Regions from separate parts of the Sus scrofa genome. Here region 1 is linked to region 2. A link is a contact called in public targeted proximity ligation data. All regions are on one chromosome and are shown on one strand. The core of a region is the stretch at or near the end of the contact, and the rest is flanking DNA. Distances in the headings are between cores, read along the strand shown. Region 1 has its middle 24 kb from the start of TPD52. Region 2 overlaps TPD52 (tumor protein D52).

Evidence for each region.
Region 1: a targeted proximity ligation map of alveolar macrophages shows a contact between it and region 2. A contact is called at or near these places in 2 of 47 Hi-C or Micro-C datasets (liver and retroperitoneal adipose tissue) and 1 of 2 datasets of targeted methods (alveolar macrophages).

What each region holds. Positions count from the first base shown.
Region 1 is chr4:56,446,444-56,451,640 of Sscrofa11.1, forward strand. No RefSeq gene overlaps it. Among named protein-coding and RNA genes, the nearest start is that of TPD52, 24 kb to the right of the region's middle.
Region 2 is chr4:56,539,083-56,544,440 of Sscrofa11.1, forward strand. All of the region lies in intron 1 of TPD52 (tumor protein D52), which reads left to right. Among named protein-coding and RNA genes, the nearest start is that of MRPS28, 66 kb to the right of the region's middle.

The DNA.
Region 1 (5,197 bases), core at 1,983-4,482, 93 kb before region 2:
ATGCTGGGCAGTGTACTCAAAGAAGTGGTTACTATCCTTATGATCTAGGTTATGTAAACCCAAAGGGGTAGCTGCCACTTTTCCATGTAAAGTCAACATATCTCTGAGGCCAGGCTGGCTGCATTCTACAATATACTGTTGTTGTGTTTGACCAGCAGGCTTTGTTGGGGTCTTTCTACATTGTTCTTTTTTTTTTTAGGGCCACATCTGTAGTTTCCAGGCTGCGGGTGGAATCAGAGCTGAAGCTGCTGGCTGATGCCCCAGCCACAGCAACGCCAGATCCAAGCCACCTCTGTGACCTACACTGCAGCTTGCGGCAACATTGGATCCTTAATTCACTGAGCAAGTCCAGGAATCGAACCCACATCCTCATGAATACTAGTCAGATTTTTATTCCATAGAGCCACACTGGAAGCCCCAACATTGTTAGTTCTTCAGTTCATGTTGACTGTCCTTCAAAATGGGAATATCAGGAAGAAGAGTCCCTAGGCCTAGATAGGTCAGGAATTCATTTTCTATAGGAGCGCAGTAATTGCTTCTAGATGCTACTGTCCTGAGGTGACAATTCCAAAAGCTCAAAGGGTTTCTCCACACAGAGTCTGTCTCACTTTGCCAAAGGCACCAACTGGAAAAATCATCAGTCAAAAAGACTTACAGCTCCACTCTGTTATTAGGCTTGTGAGGTGCCAAAGGAATGAGCCAAAGATCCAGGCACGTCTGGATCTTATCCATGAAGATAATCCCCTCTGAACTTTAGAACCTTCGCAGAACAAACATGTGAAAAATCAATCCCAATTACACAGCATCAACAGAAAGCACAACAACAAAACTTTGAATGGCCCATAGGAGCCCACTCAGAAGATCACATTAGCTTCTTTTCCCTGCCTTGACCCATGCCCAAACCCCATTAGCTTAATCTAAACCCAATTATTCACTCTTGTTATTTCAAGTTACATGAACAGGCAGTTCCCTTTTTTCTCAGGCCAACTTGAGTTTCTACCATTTGCAATCAATAGAATGCTGGTAAATATAGGAGAAGCTTACAAGATATGCTAAGAAGTGTGGTTGAAATCTTGGATGTCCTGTGTAGTCACAAATGAAGGAGTTTAATCACATGAGTGATATGGTCAGCATATTTGGATTTCTCTGGTTGGTCCTGAGGAGGAAGCAGGGATGAAAAATAGAGAAGCTGGCAGTCAGTGACCAAGTCCTGACTGTTTGGGACTGTTGACTGCAGAGGTCATGGTTTGGTTTCCTGAACTGGTTATGGTTTAGAGTTCTGTTGTCATATATGATCTGACTATTATTCATTTCTATAGTTAGTTTCTCAAGCCCCTCTTTTGGTCATCTGGTCACTTTTGAGAAGTTGACCAACTCAGGAAATGCTTGAATTCCAGGTCTTTGTCTCTTGGGGATGGTCTAGTTGTTTCCTTAGCCAAGTGTATTGAGAGATCATCTTAGCTTTTGTTTTATCATCATGATAATCATCTGGCAAGAGAGTAAATCCAGAGATTCAATTAAAACACTAGAAAGAGAATACGGTACACAAGCATCATGAGCACTATGACAAAACAAGAATATTTAATATTACCTGTAAGATGCTTTAAAACAGGAGCCCCAATTGACCCATCCAGAACAAGAGAACAAACCCTGTTGACCTTGAGGACCAAGCTCAGAAAGCCCAAGTAGATTTATTCGTTCAAATGAGGCATAGGCTGTTTATCTTTCCTATTTTATTAATATAAGTATAGCAAGACGTACTAGCAATGATACAAATGCTCCTGTAATCAGCCAAGAGGGAGTCTAGAGCTATGCTGTTGACTGTTTCCACCTGTAACAAAGAGTTGTGACTAATCTATAGTCCATCAAGGGAAGAGGTGGTCTTGTTAATAACTATTGCCAGAGTTAGTGATAGGCTTCCTACAGTCTTTTTTTATTTGTATGATTCCTATTGCTGGAAATATTGCTCGGATTGTTTGCATAAGAGTGAGTCATCAATTTCTCAACAGAGAATGCCTAAATAATCAAGGGTGCCATGTTTCGAGCTCAAGTCTGAGTTAGAGTTTCCAGCTTTGGTGTTTTCTAGAATTAGGTTCTCTTCTCCAGGCAAGTCTTGGAACAGTATTTGTGAAGTGTATGAGGTGCTGCTCTGAGGCAAACAGGATCAGATATCCTTCCCACAAAGGAAATAGGATCAGGGCTTGACACATGGAGATCTAAGGAAAAGAATTGCCCACAAGGAGTTCCTGTTGTGGCTCAGTGGTTACAAACCCAGCTAGTATCCATGAGGATCTGGGTTCAATCCCTGGCCTCTCTGCAGCTCTGATTCAACCCCTAGCCTGGGCACTTCCATATGCCGAAGGTGTGGCCCTAAAAAGCAAAAAAAAAATTGCCCACCAGACTGGAATTTGAATTTCTGTTAGTCTCTCCCAGGCAGCAAGGATTATTTGGCTTCTTGCCCTATGAATTTTGTTGAATTCAAAGTTAGAATTAGTTAGGGTCTGATCAATAGATTGTAACAATTGGCTTTTGTAGGGGCATTTTGGGGGTTTTTTTTGGGTGAGAAGAGCATGAACAAAGTCACAAGCGGTTTGTTTAAACTTCTTTCACACGTAGGTGCAAGTGGAGATGCCATCCTCTGTAATTCCCTAGAGTTTTCTTTCTTTCTTTCTTTTTCTTTTTCTTTTCTTTTTTTTTTTTTTTGCTTTTTAGGGCCGAACCTCCGCATAGTGGCATAGGAAGTTCCAAGGCTGGGGGTCGAATCAGAGTTATAGCTGCCAGCCTGCACAACAGCCAGAGCAACACAGGATCCAAGCTATGACTGTGACCTATACCACAGCTAAGGCAATGCCGGATCCTTAACCCACTGAGCGAGGCCAGAGATCAAACCTGCATCCTCATAGATACTAGTCAGATTGTTTCCGCTGAACCACAGCAGGAACTATCCTATATTTTTATTTCCTGAGACCAGAATTGCCCAAAGGTTTTCATCATGGGGGTCCAGTGATGGACAGCTTATCCAGGAGTCAGTAAGATTGGGGGCAGTGGCTCTTGTTTAGAATAATCTAAGAATGGCATTAGAATGAGTGGGTTCTGAACTAACAATTATAATAAAGGGGAAATAAAAGGAAAAAGGATCATTATGGGTAAATGACAGCCAGAGGTCTGTAGAAAGTGAGAATGGCTAAAAACGAGCAAATTAAAAAAAACAAAAACAGGAAATAGCTGAAGTCTTGGCTTAACATCTTGGATGGAAGCCATCTACCACATGAGGTCATCAGCTTTTTCCAGAGGTCTTGGTTCATCTGTCTACTTTCAAAATATCTACTGCTTTTAGGGCATCAGTGACAATCCTGACTTTGAGGTCCCCCTATTAGAGTAGCTTGCTGATTGTGCATGAAGTTCTGGATTGCTTCTTTGGTGTAGAATTCTGGCCTTGTCACTAACAGTTCTTGGTAAGATTCCTTCTGATGAGGTTCAAGAGCCTCCAATGGATGGATATCTCTTCCAATAGACAGATCTCTTGGTGGAAGGTGAAGAAGAGGCTGTTTCAGAAGATGTGAGGAGATGGTCCTGATCTGTTGGCAATAGGACTGGGTATAGGTCATGAGTCCATTCTGATATTTTGCATCTGCTTTCAGCAAGGCAGAGCTGATGGCAGAGGTGAAACCCCTAAATGCATGGGCCACGGCGTTACCTTGGAACACCTTCAGTCAAGGAAGCACAAGGATTTCTGAAAATGTTGCTTAATTTAAGAATGGCACTGGTGGGAGTTCCCTTCATGGCTCAGCGGATAACGAACCCAACTAGGATCCATGAGGATGCAGGTTTGATCCTTGGCCTCGATCAGTGGGTTAAGGATCTGGTGTTGCCATGAGCTGTGGTGTAGGTTGCAGACGCGACTCAGATCCTGTGTTGCTGTGGCTGGGGTGTAGGCTGGAAGCTGTAGCTCCGATTTGACCCCTAGCCTAGAAACTTCTTCCATATGCTGTGGGTGCAGCCCTAAAAAGCAAAAAAAAAAAAAAAAAAAAAAAAAAAAAAAAAGAGAGAATGCCACTGGTTTTTTCAACTTTTCAGAAGATTGCGGACAGTAAATGCATGTCATTTTGGAGTCAGGGGTAATGCCTTATATAATTCTTTTCATAATAGTGTCCATAAAGTGTGGGACTCAGTTATTTGGTGTAGAACATGGTACCCAGGATGGAAACACAAAATCAAGTAACACTTTAGAAACTATAAGACCTGTTGCTTTTCAGCAAGTAATTACTTTCAGCTTAAAAATAGATGCTCAATAACTAAAACATATTCAAATACCATGGAGAGGATAAAATAAATGCAGGAAAAAATCCACCTAAAGGTATTTGAAGGGCCTGCAAGTCATCAGATCCTGGTCACTCTCCTCCCTTTACATATTTTTTTTTAGAATTATGTTGTTGACAAACCACACATGACCTGAGAATAAGTGCAGCTGTCTTTTAAATTTTTCCAGCAGTAATGTTGATCTAAGTTGTTAACCATTTTTTCTGCACCACCATGGGTAGTTTCACAGAGAAATTTAGCTAACATCCTTTTGAAATCATCTGGTGCCACAAAGCAGGGCCTTTGGAAGCATCAGAGATTATCTGTGTCAAGAGCACAGCCATATTTTCCCCATCCTTTCTTTACAAAACCAGGGGCTGCAAAGTGATATTTTGTAATGGCCTCATTGAATCACTCCAGAGATCTATCTTTTGAGGATATACTTAGGATCATTACCTTCATTAAGGCTTCTTGTTTGGAAATGCTGCTAGAGCATTTCTTTAGCTTCCATATTATCTCTTCTTGTTTGGCCTCAACTTTTTTCTTTTTTGCTTTTTAGGGCTGCATGTGTGGCATATGGAAGTTTCCAGGCTAGGGGTCCAATCAGAGCTGCCATCTGTGCCACAGTTAGGCTGGATCCAAGCTTCATCTGCAACCTACAGCACAGCTCATGGCAACACCAAATCCTTAACCCACTGAGTGAGGCCAGGGATCGAACCCACGGTCATGGATAATAGTCAGGTTTGTTACTGCTGAGCCACAGGGAATTCCTGGCCTCAACCTTTATGATAGCTACCTCTCCAAGAAGTAGGAGTGCATCTGAAGGTTCCTGACTGGTTATCCGTAATGGATGGAGGGTCCAGCCAAGGTGAGAAGTGGCTTCTGTTTCCAAAGCATG
Region 2 (5,358 bases), core at 2,594-5,093:
CCTTGACAGTCTTGGGGTTTCTCACATTGATGTCTTTGGCCCTCACTTTTTCCCGAGCCCCAGAGTTTAATTTCTATCCACTGAATGACCATTTACATTCAGAAGTTTTCTGAGCACTATAAACCAAACCTATCCAAATGGAATTCATTCTCTGGTTCTTTTAAAGTGTCTCTACTGGAAAAATAGACCCACAGACATAGAAAAAACAACTTACGTTTCCCAAAGAGGAAAGAGGAGGGGGGGATAAATTAGGAATTGGGGATTAACACATACACACCACTATGTATAAAACTAGATAACCCAACAAGAACTCTACTGTATAGCAGAGGGAGCCACACTCAGTATCTTGTAATAACCTATAAGGGAAAATAATCTGAAAAAGTACATGTATTTTCACTTTGCAACTAACAGAAGATTGTAAATCAACTGCATTTCAATAAAAATTTTCAGCAAATCTTGGTCTTTATTAATTCTGCAGACTCCATACTCTCTCATCTTGACTGTGAATCAGGGACCTTCTGGCCTTCCTCAGGGAATAGGTGACCAGCAGAGGAGGTGAGGGTGACTCTCTACCCCAGAGAGTCAGCCATCTGCTTCTTCAGTGGAAAATGAGGAGAATCCTTTCAGGCCTCGGAAGTGACCAGGAACCAGAATGGACCCGTGTGTCTGTCTAATCTGTGACCAGAACTCAGTTCTTCTGTGCCTCTTTGCCCATGACAGCTGGGAGCAAGGGCCTGCTGCCTTCTGCTCCAGCTCCCTCAAGGCTGCTTAACTCCATAAAGAGGAGTTCGTCTCAGGTGGTTTGAAAAAACCTTTTCAAATTTACAGAAAGGTTGCAAGAGGAAGAATGGTACAAACAACACCTGCATACTCTACCCAGATCACCCGCTGCTCACGTTGTACCCCATTGGCTTTTATTGTTTATATTTTACTTTCTGAACCATTAGGGAGGGAATCATAGCCCTTTGGCCCTAATTCCTCCTGTTTGAATTTGCTAAGGAAAGGGATATTCTTGTCCATAACCACAGTACGGTTGCAACTTCAGTGTTGATAAATACTTCTGTCTCCTCTGCCGTTGTATTCAGAGTTCTGAAAATAACTGACCCAATAATGTCCTTCTTAGAATTTCTTTCTTCTCTTTGGTTCAGGACCCAATATAGGATCATGTGTGTTTTCTAGTGGTCATGTCTTTTTAGTCTTGTAGCATGTGGCAGTTATTGGGCCAAGAATCAAACTGGTGTCACAGCAATGACCTGAGCTGCTTCAGTGACAACACCAGTTCCTTAAGCTGCTGTGCCCCAGGGAAACTCCAGGTTTCCTTTAATACAGATGATTTCCACAGCTTTTTATGACATCTATCTATCTATCTATCTATATATATATATATATTTTTTTTTCTTTTTAGGGCCACACCCACGGCATATGGAAGTTTCCAGGCTAGGGGTCCAACTGGAGTGGTAGCCGCTGGCCTACACCTCAGCCACAGCAACACAGGATCCGAGCCGTGTCTGTGACCTACACCACAGCTCACGGCAATGCCAGATCCTTAACTCACAGAGCGAGGCCAGGGATTGAACCTGTGTCCTCAAGGATCCTAGTCAATTTTGTTTCTGCTGAGCCACGATGGGAATGCCAACATCAGTATTTTTGAAGAACACAGCCTTCTCCTCTTTTTTTAAGAGTAACTTTTTTATTTTGGATTTGTCTGATACTTCCTCATAGTAAGATTCAGGTTCTGCATTCTTAGCATGGATACCTTGCAGGTATTCAGGGTATCACATTTGAAGTCTTTTGTCCACCTGTCTCATGGCAATGCTGACCACTCAGAAAAGATGATGTTTAGTTTCTACTCTGTGTTGTTACTATATTTTCCATTCCAACACCTCGTAAATCTGTGGGGAGGCCCCATGAGACTGTATATATATAAAAATTTCTCCCTAGGTTTAGCTTCTGTTGATGAGACTTGCCTGAGTCTTAATGGTGACAGTCGACATGGCGTTTTTCTGTAAGAGTCGTCCATCTTCCTCTTTATTTATCTATTTATTATTTGTATAGTGTATTAGTCTGAACTCTCCAGAGAAACAGACCAATGGGATTTATTATAAGGAATTGTCTCACGTGGATAGGAAGGCAGAGCACAAAGCAGGGACAAGTTGGAAACCCAGGAGTGTATACAGTAAAAACCCTCCTCTCATCTAAGGTTTCGCTTTCTACAGTTTCCGTATTTGCAAGTTGAAAATATTAAATGAAAAATGACAGAAATAAGCAATTCCTAAGTTTTCCTTTTTCTTTTTTGTCTCTTTAGGGCCACACCCATGGTGCATGGAAGTTCCAGGCTGGAGTCATATGGGAGCTGCAGCTGCCAACCTACGCCACAGCCACAGCAACGCTGGTTCTGAGCTGCACCTGCGACCTACACCACAGCTCATGGCAATGCCGGATCCTTAACCCACTGAGCAAGGCCAGAGATTGCAAGGCGTGAATGCTAGTTGGGTTCGTTACCACTGAGCCACAGTGGAACTCAGTAATTCATAAGTTTTCACTTGTGCGCCAATGTGGTGAAACCTTGTGCTCTGTCCCACTCTGCCCCACCCTGGATGTGAATCATCCCTTTGTCCGGTGTTTCCTGCTTACCTGTGGCTGACTTGGTTATCAGATGGCCTCTCATGGTATCATAACACTCGTGTTCAAGGGTGAGCCTCATTCACTTAATGGCCTAAAGTACAAGAGCAACGATGCTGGATATTCAAATCTGCCAAAGAGAGCTTAAAGTGCTTCTTTCAGTGAAAAGGCTCAAGTTAATAAGGGAAGGAAAATATGGTATGCCAAAGTTGACAAGGTTGGAGTTGCCGTGGTGGTGTAGCAGTAACGAACCTGACTAGTATCCATGAGGATGTGGGTTCGATCTCTGGCCCCACTCAGTGGGTTAAAGATCGGGTAGTGCTGAGAGAGCTGTGGTGTAGGTTGCAGACACTGCTTGGAGCTGGCATTGCTGTGGCTGTGGTGTAGGCTGGCAGCTACAGCTCTGATTCAGCTCCGAGCCTGGGAACTTCCCATATGCTCTGGGTGCAGCCCTCAAACAAACAAAAAAAAAAACAAACAAAAAAAACCTGGCAAAAAATAAAAATAAAGCTGATAAGGTCTATGATACAAACAATCTATTTGAGAAATTGTGAAAAAGGATAAAGAAATTTGTGCAGTTTTGCTGTCACATCTCAGACTGCATATGCTGTGGTCGCAGTGCCTGGTAAGTGCTTAGTTGAGGTACAGAAGTTATTGAATTTTTACATTAAGGTATTTTGAGAGAGACCACATTCACATAACTTTTTTTTTTTCCTTATTTTTACAGCCATACCTGTGGCATATGGAAATTCCCAGGCTGGGGGTCAAATCAAAGCCACAGCTCCTGGCCTATGCCACAGCCACAGCAATGCAGGATCCGAGTCACATTTGTGACTTAAACCGCAGCTTGCGGTATTGCAGAATCCTTAGCCCACTGGAAGAGGCCAGAGATCAAACCTGAATCCTCACTGACACTATGTCAGGTTCTTAACCAGCTGAGCCACAAAAGGAACTCCCACAGAACTTATTACAGTATATTGTTATAATTGTTCTTTTTTTAAATTACTCAGTGAATTTTATTACATCTATAATTGTATAACAATCATCAAATTGTTCTTTTTTATTATTAGTTATTAGTGTTAATCTCATTCTGTGCCTAATTTATAAATTAAAATTTGTCATAGGTAGGTATGTGTAGGAAAAAACTTACTTTGTGTAGCGTTTAGTACTCTCTCTCTATGGTTTCAGGCATCCACTGGGTCTTGGCACATATCCTCCCCTGATAAAGGGGAAGCTCCTGTGCTTCCAGTTTGAGTCTGAAGCGCTGAGAAGCAGGAAAGCTGATGTTGTAAATTTCATTCTGGGTCTGAGTCCAGGTACAGAGGCTCGTATCCCAGCTCAAGGCAGTCAGGCAGAGACAGTGAATCTTCTCTTCTCAGCCTCTTTGTTCTTCTGCTCAGGCCTCCAGCAGATTGGATGAGGCACGTCCTCTTTGGGGAGAGCAGCCGGCTTTACTCGGTCTGTGAACTGAAACATTAATCTTGTCTGCAGACACCCTCCAAGACGCAACTGCAATGATGTTGAATCACATATCTGGGCGCCTCGTGACCCAGTCAAATTGATGCATACAATTAACCATCAGATGCCAACTCTCGGCTTCGTATTTTTAATGGTTTATAATCCACTGCTGTTCTTCATTAGGTTGAGGATCACATTGTCCTATATTTGGCTGGCTGGCTGCTGTGTCATTACACTGTCTCCAAAGGGTCTTCTGTCTCCCTCATGTGGGGCAGTCACACCGTCTGTCTGTGTGCCCTTCAAGCCTCCTCAAAGTAAATTTTTGTTTTTGTTACTTGGCTTTTCTATTAGACTATCTCTTAACTCTTTCCAAATGAGGGAGAACCTACCCAGACATATTTGAATGATGTGTTAATAGACAGGCGAGAACTTAATATTCTTTATAGTCATGTGTACTTATTCCATTTCCATTTGCACAAGCATGAGTCATCCAGCGGCTTATTGCTCAGTCGTATGTACTCTTTCACTGGCTGGACTGTTAACTTTTGAGCTGCGCTTGGGTGCCCTCTGCTGGCACTGCTGTGCATACACTCTTTTCTGGGATTGCTCCTACCCACTTTCTCTTCTGGTTGGTTGATCTCTCCAGTTATCACACAATTACGGATCCTATAGTGATAACAGTTTTGGAAACTGCTTTGTTTACTGCATGTGCCAAGAATATCTTTCCCTGTAAAAAAGTACATTTCCCCATAAAACATGTACATGTTCACGTTTGCATAATTTTCTGTTAAAAAAATGTTCTACTTAGCATGTAAAGAATCCACTTTTAGTAAGCATTTGCATTGTTTAATTTTTCCACTTTGCATAGCACTAAAGTGAACATTTCTTGTATATGCACCATTCGTATGTGTCTTATTAAGTTGAACTTGATAAGTGGATAAAAGTACTTGACTGGTAAAAATACAGGGAAAAGAAACTCTAATTCGAGAAATGTCTGATCAGGTTTAGGATGTGTTCGAGAAAGGGAAATCAAGTTTGGCTGAAACGTGGTGGGGTAATAGTGTGCAGTGGTTGGAAAGTAGGTAAAAAATTATAGATCTCTTTCTATTGAAATGATAGACTCCAACTCCATCTACAAGTGAAACAGAATAGAAATGTGTTTGTTTAATAACTGGGAAGTCCAGGGTGGCTGGCTGTAAGGGCTCAGATTCTGTTGCTCCATCCCTTTGCTGCCTCCAGTTCTCCTCTCCACCTCCCCTCCATTCCCCGTTTAGATGC